Regions from separate parts of the Zea mays genome. Here regions 1 and 3 are each linked to region 2. A link is a contact called in public Hi-C data. All regions are on one chromosome and are shown on one strand. The core of a region is the stretch at or near the end of the contact, and the rest is flanking DNA. Distances in the headings are between cores, read along the strand shown.

Region 1 (3,628 bases), core at 902-3,401, 220 kb before region 2:
CAACACGAAGGCCGCGGGTTTCCCCTTTTGCCTGTTCCTTCCCCCCTTTGTGCTCCGCCTCGCGCCGACTCATCTGGGCTGAGGCACGCGGCGACAATTCACTCGTCGGTCCAGGGACCCCCGGGGTCGAAACGCCGACAAATTTATAGTTTTTTGTAACATCTCCATAAATAATTACAGTGTGGTCCTTCCGTTACTTCTTATCCTACGCTCATACGTATCGAGCAGTAGCTGTAGGTTTTAATCTTTCCCTGATAATTAATCGAACGAGGGAACTGATACATTAATATAATTGCCATCTTATTTTTTAAAAAGAACTTCGACAGACCCTATTATCTTTTGCATTGAGAAAATATGTATGTTTGAGAACGGTGTCATCAGTTATATATCAAAGAAATTCTAATGTTTTTGTTCCTAAATAAATAAATTTAACAAGTTTAGATCAGAACAGATTAGTAGGATAGATAAAAGACCATAGTACTTTTATTAATTATAGTAGTTACATATTTACCGATGATTATTTGGTTACATGGTAATTATAACATTTACTACATACTTCCAATAACTTATTTGACCGCTGAAACTCGTTCCTGGATTAGAAAATTCGGGAACGACAATCAATACGAGAGAACTATGAGAAAATTGAATAAGTTAGTGAGTCATTTATAGGGTGTTGGTTTGAGAAACCACTCCATCTAAATTAAGGTGGTGCATCATGAGTTCATTCCTCAAATTTAGTGAGATAACTTTATTCCTCATATTAGTACTAACTAATTAACTATGAGGAATGAGATGGTGATAGATCAACTTATTCTATTCCACAAACCAAACAAAAATAGTGATTAGTGAGAAGATGATGATCTAGCCCATTCCTTAAACAAATCGATATGGGACAATTTCAGGAATTATAGATGTGGGGCCTATGACCGAAGGTCATACTACCCATGTTGGACCTGCCACTCCCTTTCATCCCTAAGACAGGGTTAGGCTGTCGGCCAGATTCCTTTACTCCTCCAGGAGATCTCCAAACCTCGAAAGGCATAGGCCTCCACCAGGGTCACGAACATCCATGCGTAGCATGTGTTTGGGGCCAGTTTTACACTGAGCATGCTCCACACTACCTTGGGGTATGAGTGGCCTCGAAAGCTTACACCATCAGTTGCCTCTATACGCGAGGGGTCCTGAGGACTTATACCGCTAAACACCTCAGGGCGTGAGAGGTCCTAGGGGCTTATATAGCCTCTGGTGCATAGAAGGCCTCGATGTTTTATACCATCAGACATCCTAGGACATGAGATTGAGGGTTTATGCTTGTATGCCATGGTATGTGGTCTAAAAAACTTAGTTTAGAGGATAGTTTGTACAAACTGACTCACGCTTGTGGCTCTTCTTCGGTTGAGGCTAAGAGAGGTCTCTCGGTCATGGGTCCCTAGAGCAACGGTCCCTCTATTATGGGCGAGGAAGTCAGTCTCCTGAGCGCGCCTTGGCAACAACCAAGGTATGTCCTTCTATAGGCGCGGACAACTTTCTAGATTTTTATAATCATAAAACATCCAACCAAGGTGTAAGGTTTTATGACATGTGGGGTTCAATATAGTGAAAAATAGTTCTTGTTACTATTTTTTAAAATTGTTGGTGAGGCACCCCCTGCTATGAATATAGCTCCGACCCTTCTGTGAAATGTTCCGAGTGGTAATCTACTAATATTGTCACCATTGTCGCATAATTAATTGACAGAACGACGAATTGTTGAAGACCAACTCATTAGGCTTATCTAATCCCTATAGAATGGAATTCCTTTTAATTCTCAATTCTATGTACATATTCATGCCTTTTGGATTTATTGTAGAATTTAATAACACTATTTTTAGTAATAAATAACATATCATCGATAACCAATCGTATACGGTCGTTTTCTTCTCAAGATCTCTCGGCTCCTTAGCTCAACTTTTTAAGTGCTCAGTGATATATGACACATTCTTGTTTTGTTCATTGAAATAATTTGAAGATGGGCTCAGCTGTGATTGTGTAATCAGACACGTGGATCCTTAACTAATATAGAAAACAATAAGAGGGCTATTTCGCAAAACTACCACTCCATTTGCCTTACCTTCCGGTAAAGCAATGCAACTACAACGAGCTGACAGCAAAGCAAAGCTTGAGAGGCTTTTCTCAAAAACGCGCCGTCGCCGTTTCTTCCCCCTTTTTCTTTGAGAAAATTCGCCCGCGAGATCTTTAGTTTCAGACCCCGTGTGGATTAGTCGCTGTCACGATCGAGGCGGGGCGCCAATTGCGGTGGCCACCACCTCCAATCCACTCCCCGCGGTGGCCTCGCCGAGCTGTTCTTGCTCCGTCCTCCCTCCAACTCCAAGATTTGTTTCGCACCCGATTCCTGAGCTTCCGCGGCGCTTCTTGCTGAAAAGAAAGCTCCGAGTTCTTCAGTTCTGGATCGATAGAGAGGCGGTTCCTTTGCGGGCTCTGAGGTTGGAACCTTATTCTTCTTTCACTATACAGCGTCTCTTCCTTCCTGGATCCGAGGCATGTTATGATGTGGCTCTGTTTGGGGATTAGAGTTGTTTCTTTCGTCCTGTTGTCTGAATTTTGCTTGCAGATCCAGTGTCGAATACCGTGTCTTGAATCATGGCCTTGTGAATTCCAATATAAACGTTCCTGCTTGGCTTGCTTTGTTTTGACACAAGCGTTGTACTCCTTGGGGTTTTCCCTCCAGGTTCAGCTCTCGCTCTTGATTTGTCTCATCGACGCATCAGTTGGGCTGCAGGCTTAGAGCTGGAAGGAATAATTTGACTAGAGAAATGGGGCAGTGTTGTAGCAGAGCTCCCGCCCCGGACTCTGGACGGGGAGGCACCAATGGTTATGGCTATTCTAACCAGGCAAAGCCAGCGCAAACACCTTCGAGTTACAACCCTCCTCAGCAGCCGGCCGAGGTGAGGTACACGCCGCCGGCGACGAACCCTCCGGTAGTCCCACCTGTGCCTGTGCCACCGAAGCCCACGGCGGACACGATTCTTGGCAAACAGTACGAGGACGTGCGCTCTGTCTACTCCCTCGGAAAGGAGCTTGGCCGGGGCCAGTTCGGGGTGACATACCTCTGCACAGAGGTTGCCTCTGGTAAGCAGTACGCCTGCAAGTCCATCTCCAAGCGCAAGCTTACCAGCAAGGCAGACAGGGAGGACATTCGAAGAGAGATCCAGATCATGCAGCATCTGTCTGGACAGCCAAACATTGTTGAGTTCCGGGGAGCATACGAGGACAAGAGCAATGTCCATGTGGTGATGGAGCTCTGCGCAGGTGGGGAGCTCTTCGATCGCATCATTGCCAAGGGGCACTACACAGAGCGTGCAGCTGCTACAATCTGCAGAGCAGTTGTGAATGTTGTCAACATTTGCCACTTCATGGGTGTGATGCACCGTGACCTGAAACCGGAGAACTTCTTGCTTGCGAGCAAGGAGGAGAATGCAATGCTCAAGGCCACTGATTTTGGGCTTTCCGTCTTCATCGAAGAAGGTAATGAGAATATTATGCTCTGTGGACATTTGGAATTGCATTTTTAGCTTAATAATATAAATAACAGTTGTTAGCCATATTTTTTTAACTTTGATCTGTTCAG
Region 2 (4,138 bases), core at 498-2,997:
TGTAATTGCCACATTGTTAATCTTATTGTTAAATCTGGTTTGAAACGTCTAAATCATTATCTTGATGATTTTAGAACAGTTGTTACTTTCTTGAATGCTTCAAAGCAGCGTATTGCTACTTTCAAAAGCTATTGTTTGAGTCTTGATGTTCCTCCTTGCAAATTTGGTGTAGACATGGATGTTGGGTGGAACTCTACTTACTTGATGCTTAATCATTTGGTTCCTTATCGAATCACCTTTTCTGTGTACATCCAAACTAATCATCCACCTAAGGGGGTGGCTCTTTTTTGTTAACTGATGACATTGGGTTGTTGCTAAAATATCAAATCCTTTCTTGGGCTATTCTATGATACAACTGTTGCTTTGTCTGAAGTTTATTACCCCACTTCACCTTTAATGCTACATCATATACTTAAAATTGCTAGGCATCTAACCGCTTTTGAGAATGATGAACTACTAAGAGATATTGTTGTTCCTATGAAAACAAAGTTTTTAAAATACTATAGGAACCTACCAATTATATATTCATTTGCTTTTGTATTGAATCCTAGAGCTAAAATGATGGGGTTCAATAAGCTTCTTATGAGATTGTCTGGACTAGCTGACGTTGATTATTCCATGGTTCCTAGTATTGTTCGCATGAAGTTAACTAAGATATTCTAGATATATGAAATGAAGTTTGGTGATGTGCGCTTAAGTGCACAACATCATATGTCAGCAGGTAATGTAGGTAAGGCTACAGAGGCATGAAATTATATATATGGAGATGATATCATTGACTCATCTCCTACGGATAAGCTGGAAGGACAATAGGTAATCATGTATCATCTACTGTTGCTGCTATATCTAAGTTGTATTCGTACTTAGATAGTGTCACTGTCACTCAATTTGACTATGACTTCCATCTTTTAAATTGGTGGCAGTGGCACAAGGTGACCTATCATGTGCTTTCTATACTTGCTAAAGATATTCTAACCGTGTCTTCCTCTACTATATCATAAGTGTCTACTTTTAGTCTAGCTGGTAGGGTGCTTGAGGAACGATGACAACGACTAATCCGGATATGGTTGAAGTATTGTCCTGCATAAAGGATTGGGGGTTAGTCGACATGCATAGTCAGCACATTGTGGAGAAAGAGACCAAGGAACTTGAAGCAACCGTTCAAACCATATATGGCCCGACACGACCCATTGGACATGTACAGGACATCGCACGATTCAGATTACTGAGATGGACGATGGGGGTTGCTCTCTAAATCCAGTTCAGAGGCTCCCTTTATATTCAGTGCTTTGCATGTTGGAAATGTTGTGGATATTCCTGAAAGCAGCTCTCGCTTGTTGCATTCCTCTCCATGGGGGCGATCACAAGCGCACGCGTGGGACATTGTTTTTTGCTAAGGCATCAGCTAGCGCTGCTAGCTCGTCGGGCATGGCCAGCGAGGAGGCGCGTCTGCTGAGCGTCACATGAGCACATACAGTCGGTGACCGGCCGGCGCAGCGAACAGTGGCTGCGTGAGGCGCCAACCGTACCCGTACGTGTTTGCAGATGGTGAGGCGTCTAGGACTCTAGGTACAGTGCTGCAACTGCTCCGCATGCCATGGAGAGGGGGGCGATGTTGTGGTGAGGCGGAAGCGTTGCAAAAGAGGAGCTGCTTACGCAATACAACCGTAGCTCCGGGGCTTTTGAGTAAAAGCCTCGCAATAGAGGCCATAATAAATAAGGGCGACACGCCATCCCCACCGAACCCTACCCCTACCCGCGACTTCGCTCAGCTTCCGCCGATCGGCTTGCCCCGTCGATTTCGCCAACCCCTCGACCCGATCGGCTCCATTGATCGTACCTCGTCGTCCGGTGATCCTCTCGACCGATTTTCCCCCAAAAATAGCTGCCGGAGCTCGCGATAATTCGGCGGGTTTTACTACAGTTTAGTTTGTCTCTGATGCTATCCTTGGATCGATCTCATCTTTGTCGTTGACTTGCGCAGGTTGTCGATGGCCAGGACCTCTTTCAAAATGGAGCACGACCTCGGTTGGTTTGCTTCTACTCTCTTGTCTCGTTTGCTGTTAATTTCGTGGTCCGGAATTAGGCCTCTTGCCTGTGGTTGATCGGTATAAATGTTCATATATTGAATTGAACTTGATGATGACTTGATGGTAGGTTTGTTTCTTGTCTGTGTTGCTTTCCTAAGTTTTATGGTTGGTGGTTTTAGATGTTATGTATGCGGCTAGTCGGCTACTATGGTTTAGGTTACTCTGCTTCTATGTGCTCTGTTCTGACACAGTCTGCTAATTTGGTCTTTCGTAAACCTGTTTCTATCTGGACCTGTTAGGGACAGACCATGATTTGAATTCTGGCGTACTTCAGTTTGTGTTATCATTTATCATGTAATTTGCTAAACTTTTGGGCAGAGTGTTCCCTCTGTTCTTTTTAAAGAACTTTTGCATAGTTATCCATCCATCTATTCTTAATGTGCCAAAAACTATGTAGTTTGGATCAACCTGGTAGCTTTAGTTTTGTTTTTGAAAGTACTGTTGTGATGTATGGCTCTTGTGCATCTGTTATTTCTAGGAACAATATTCTTTTTGGCAAGAATTAATAGTGTTCTTAGTTGTATTAAGGACTTGGTTAATGGACTATTAGTTTGTTCATACTTCCATGGGATTGCAGATGGTGCCATCTTCATGTTTTGGCATTTGATTTACATGACTAATTTATATTATTATGTATAATATATGGTCTGCATTTTCTTTTGATTCTAGTTTACGTGCATTGGTTCTTGGATTGAATGTACTGGTTTCAACATGTGGCTCCACCTCCTAACCAGGAAGAATTCATAGGATACTTTGCTCCTATTTGTATACGTAGTTGATTGTAGCTGTGTGTGTCAGCCTCAAATTGTTTACATCTTTTTTGTGCAATATCTTCCCCTTCTCTTAACTAGACTTTTGAACCTTATTTACTATTACAGAGAAAAGGCAGTCCGAATCTGCCAGGATCAGGGATAAGTATCCCGACAGAATTCCTGTAAGACATGTTCAGCAATTTTTACATGCATTTTTTCTGCATGCGTGCTTGATTGCTGATTTTGTCATAAATGTTTTCAGGTGATTGTTGAGAAAGCTGGCAAAACTGATGTCCCCGAGATTGATAAGAAGAAGTAAGTTGTCATCTAGATTTCTCCTATGTTCTTCTGGTAGTTTTTGCTATGTTTGCTTAAAATCTCTTCGTGTGGAACAATAATCTGCATGCTGATCATATTCAGATGATATAACACCTTTTGGATTTTAACTATTCTCATTAACATTGATCCATATTTGTTAACACCTGCAGGTACCTTGTCCCTGCTGATCTCACTGTCGGCCAGTTTGTCTATGTGGTGAGGAAGAGAATCAAGCTGAGCCCAGAGAAGGCCATCTTTGTCTTTGTGAAGAACACCTTGCCACCAACTGGTATAAATTGAATAAATATCGCTATCCATTCATCATTGCTCCTCCTGCGTTGTTATGTTCTAATTTTCTAATACTCTCTTGTGGCAGCCTCTTTGATGTCTGCAATCTACGAAGAGAACAAGGACGAGGATGGCTTCCTTTACATGACCTACAGTGGTGAAAACACCTTCGGCTCTGCCTAGAGCAATCGCCCCTGCCACTGTAAATAAACGAGCATGATGGGGCTGCTGCTATTGTAAACCTGTGTATATACCTCAGTCTCTAGTATGCTGCTGCCGGATTGCTTCAATGGCTTCAATGACACCCTTAGCTTTCAACTGTTTGGATTTCTCCTGTGACATTGAATTCCTTCGGTATCGAAACATTTGATCATTTCACTATTACTTCACTTACCTTATCTCATCAGATGCGTGATTGCTGTTTATCTGTGCTCATCGTGTTTGTTTTAAGCTGCAACTGCAATCTGCTGACGGCCAAGCTGATGCTATATTTTTCTTGATGGAATCGATAGATTCCCGCAGTAGATAAAGGGGTGTTTGGTTTAAGAAATTAATCCATCCAAAATGAGGTGATGCATCGTGAGTTAGTTCCTTAAATTTGGTAGGATGACTCATACTCAGTCCTTATATCAGTACTATCTAACTATGAAATCAAATAAAAAAGTGAGGAATAAGAACAGTACTAACTAC
Region 3 (3,522 bases), core at 756-3,255, 170 kb before region 2:
GCATCAGAAAAAAATCAAAATAAAGGTTCACATGCAAATAGAATATGTTCATTTGTACAAAGAATGAAGATATCTGTTTTATTACCTGACCAAGCATTGTTGCTTCTGCTTCAATTCCCCCAACACCCCAGCCTGCAACCCCCATTCCATCAATCATAGTAGTGTGAGAATCTGTTCCCAGCACGCTATCAAGATATAAAATGCCATCGGTATTGAAAACAACTCGTCCAAGATATTCAAGATTCACCTGAAAGAAAGGGTTAAAAAGCATCAAATGAAACTCAAGAAGCATAATGCAAATTAAGGTGTACAAAAATTTAGGAATGTGAACTGTTCGGCCTAGAAAAAAACAAACTGCACCTGATGAACAATTCCTGAACCTGGTGGAACAATAAGCATATTATTGAATGCCACAGAGCCCCACCGAAGGAAAGCGAAGCGCTCCTTGTTCCTATCGAATTCGCGCTGCATATTAGCTTGGAGGGCATTCTCTGATCTTACCACATCAGCTTGTACCGAATGATCAATGACTAGATCCACTGGAATCTGCAAGCGAATAGCAAAAAGGCGAGAAGTTGAGAAATATTAGAAGATGATCAGTGGCATGACTATCCTTACATGATGATTCTAATGTGTCTCACTGTATTGAGTGCTGCCTACCAGGGGATCAATCTTTCCAGGATCATCACCCAGTCGGGCCATAGCATCACGCATGCTTGCAAGATCAACGATAGCTGGGACACCGGTAAAATCCTTCAGAGAGAGAGAGAGAGAGAGAAAATGAATAATTATTTTACACCACATGAAGCGAAGAATGAAGTCGGTTCATTTCCACACCTGCAGAAGCACACGGGCAGGCTTGAAGGGTATCTCCACTAGCTTGGGAGCGGTATTCTCCCAGTCAATGATATTTTCGACATCCTTCTCTGTAATCTGAAAACCGTCACAGTTGCGGATGGCTGACTCCAGTAGATACCGGATAGAGTATGGCAATCTTTCTGAAAACGGAATGCATAAATGAATTACAAATTGTAAGGTTTGGTATGACGTATGTCCTACAGGATCTTCTATAAACATCGCAAACATTTCTGATCAGATAAGAAGAGCTTACCTATCCTACGATCATTCAGGGCTGGTAAGCTATAGTACTTCCCGTACTCTCCACCACCGGGCTTTGGGAGGCTTGTGAGGACATGCCCGAAGCGGCTACTACCATCGGCTGCAGCAAGGACACATACGGAGATCAATACTCCATTAAAGAGTGGTAATGAAACCACAAAGCAACGACCATTAGGAGTTCAAAACCATAAAGATCTAGAATTTATTAAAGAGTGACATGATCAGAGACATTTGACTGCTTGGAACTACTTGATCGGCCGCCAAATTAACAGCAAGGGCATGGATCTGTGCAACTTCAAATCTCCGAGCTACCCGAAATACAAACCTTGCGAATGCTGAACAACGTCGTACACCTCGCGATTCTTAAAAATGGTACTAGCGCTTGTGGAGTCCATGGTATATATCTAAAGTTGCAATATTTTAATGGTATAATTATTCCTTCTTTTAAACGTTCAATAACACTGTTTTTTTTGGTAAGAAAAGAGGGTACTGAGGAGCATTACCCATGGTGGCGACTCCGCGCCACGCAGACGCAGGCCGCTCGGTGATCGCAGCGCCTGAGCAACACCGGCACGGCGCAGCCGCCGCCGACCGGAGGAAGCGAGACGAGGTGAACGCGGGGAGACGACTCTCGGAGCAGGGCACGAAGAAGCGGGCAGCCCAAACGAGAGGGGTAGCCGCGGAGCAGGAGGAGAGGCGGCGGAGGCTGTGTCGGAGCGGTGAGGCGGCCGCTCTGTGCATCTTCGCTGCGCTGCGGCGATTGGCGAGTGATAAAGAAGAGGGGGAGCGAGCTGCGAGCTGCCCCCGCCGAAAGGAAGGCTGCTTTGGAGGGAACTCGAACCGCCAGCCGCGTCCGCGCGCGAGAAGGTGCGCGGCCCCACCGGCAGCGGACAGGTAGCCAGGTAGGAGGCACCTCTGGATACTTCGTAGGCGCGCGTGTCAGACTGTCAGACACCCCTGCCGCCACCACGAGAAAGAAACTAGTAAGTGAAGTGTCAGTTTTTAGTTTTTTTATTTACATTTCTTCTCTCACACGGACATTTCTATTTTATATATTCTACGTTATAATGTGTGTCACACTAATTATATTTAATTAGCATATAACTCATACTAACGTTACGATCCCGCAGAAGGGAAGAGAGAGAGCAACGAAAAAGAGCAGAGCTAGACATTCAGGTTTTTAAACTGCTGTCCTCAGTTTTACTGGTATCCTTATTTTTACCTTTAATTGTGTTTTTCGTTTAGTTTTACCCTTCTAATGCTATAGGGTAGAAGAGCAAAACCGAGCAAAAAAACACGACTAAGGGTAAAACCGAGGACACCAGCAAAACTAGAGGCACCAGCTTAAAAAACCCTTTTTTTAACTTCGGTTTAATTTTTCGATTTTAAAAAACTTTGGTTTTCTAAAAAATAGGAACCGATCGGTTTCCTAGAAAATGATAAACCGAGAAGTTATGTTTCGGTTTTTTACTTTGATTTTTTGGTAAAAATTGAACACCTTATACTAAAGACAACACATACAACGAGTTTACATGGTAGATTACACATAATTTTACAAAGTAAAAATATATAGGTACAAAGATTTAAAGATATATCATACATCACATACAAATAAGTGGATAACAATTTAATTGCATCACATGTTTAGTTCACATAATCAAATAGTCAAATTTCATAATTGATAAAGTTTGGTGTTATTTTGTATTTCGGTTCAATTACGGTGAAAAACTATTACGATAATGAACATCGAACTTCTTTGATAAAAAACTGAAACTGGACCGAAAAACCAAAAATTCGGTTCGGTACGATACAGATCAGTACACGATTTAAGGTAAAAAAATTGTCCGCCACTAAGGAAGAGGGAAGACGGTGGAGTCCTGGGGAGGAAGAGGGAAAGGGTGACGGGTGATCTAAATAATATTGTCTATTGAATTTAATGAGTAAGAGGGAGGGTTATCTAGTGATCTAAATCGTTGGTTTTGATTGTGTGTTAAGTCTCGGTGTAATTTTTTGGTGGATTTAGTGGAGGTTACGGGTCTAGAGGTGAATTAGTTGGGTGGGTTCTGCAAAGTTTAAACTGATGGATTATATAGTGGTACAAATATAGATGATACAATGCATCGTATGTACGACAACGAAGACCCAATGATAAGCCAGTGTGATGGTCCATCCCTACAAGAATAAAATTTAAAATTAAAGTGGCTACATGACCCACATACCAAATATTAAGCTTCAGATATTGCACTTTATATTAGCCAAAAGTCCGAGAAAGGTATGAGTTCAAAAGGAGGCCTGGCCTTTCTATAGCTAACTCGGTCGCTCGTCCTCCTTCATCTAGTGAGGTGGTACTATATGTGAGTGTTGCGCTACGTGTGGCTTCGTGTCGTGTTGGGCTTGGGTGTT

What was found. Hi-C and Micro-C count contacts between places; a contact is called where the count stands out from the background.
Region 1: a contact with region 2 is called in a Hi-C map of leaf, with 7 times the contacts expected there. The contact joins the promoter of LOC542226 here to the promoter of LOC100240694 in region 2. A contact is called at or near these places in 4 of 25 Hi-C or Micro-C datasets (ear, leaf and tassel).
Region 3: a contact with region 2 is called in a Hi-C map of leaf, with 6 times the contacts expected there. The contact joins the promoter of LOC103647708 here to the promoter of LOC100240694 in region 2. A contact is called at or near these places in 3 of 25 Hi-C or Micro-C datasets (ear, leaf and tassel) and 1 of 3 datasets of contacts at active chromatin or transcription factors (leaf).

Annotation. Positions count from the first base shown.
Region 1 is chr2:209,615,711-209,619,338 of Zm-B73-REFERENCE-NAM-5.0, reverse strand. It overlaps LOC542226 (calcium-dependent protein kinase), which reads left to right and starts at 2,151. Exons shown (of 9, transcript NM_001111836.1): 1 at 2,151-2,483; 2 at 2,729-3,525. The coding sequence starts at 2,814.
Region 2 is chr2:209,391,341-209,395,478 of Zm-B73-REFERENCE-NAM-5.0, reverse strand. It overlaps LOC100240694, which reads left to right and starts at 1,747. Exons shown (of 6, transcript NM_001144020.2): 1 at 1,747-1,851; 2 at 1,985-2,028; 3 at 2,969-3,024; 4 at 3,105-3,157; 5 at 3,331-3,449; 6 at 3,537-3,837. The coding sequence starts at 1,992. The coding sequence ends at 3,631.
Region 3 is chr2:209,560,129-209,563,650 of Zm-B73-REFERENCE-NAM-5.0, reverse strand. LOC103647708 (putative aconitate hydratase, cytoplasmic) reads right to left here and starts at 2,005. Exons shown (of 20, transcript XM_008672222.4): 1 at 1,623-2,005; 2 at 1,112-1,219; 3 at 838-998; 4 at 661-753; 5 at 361-546; 6 at 86-247. The coding sequence starts at 1,860.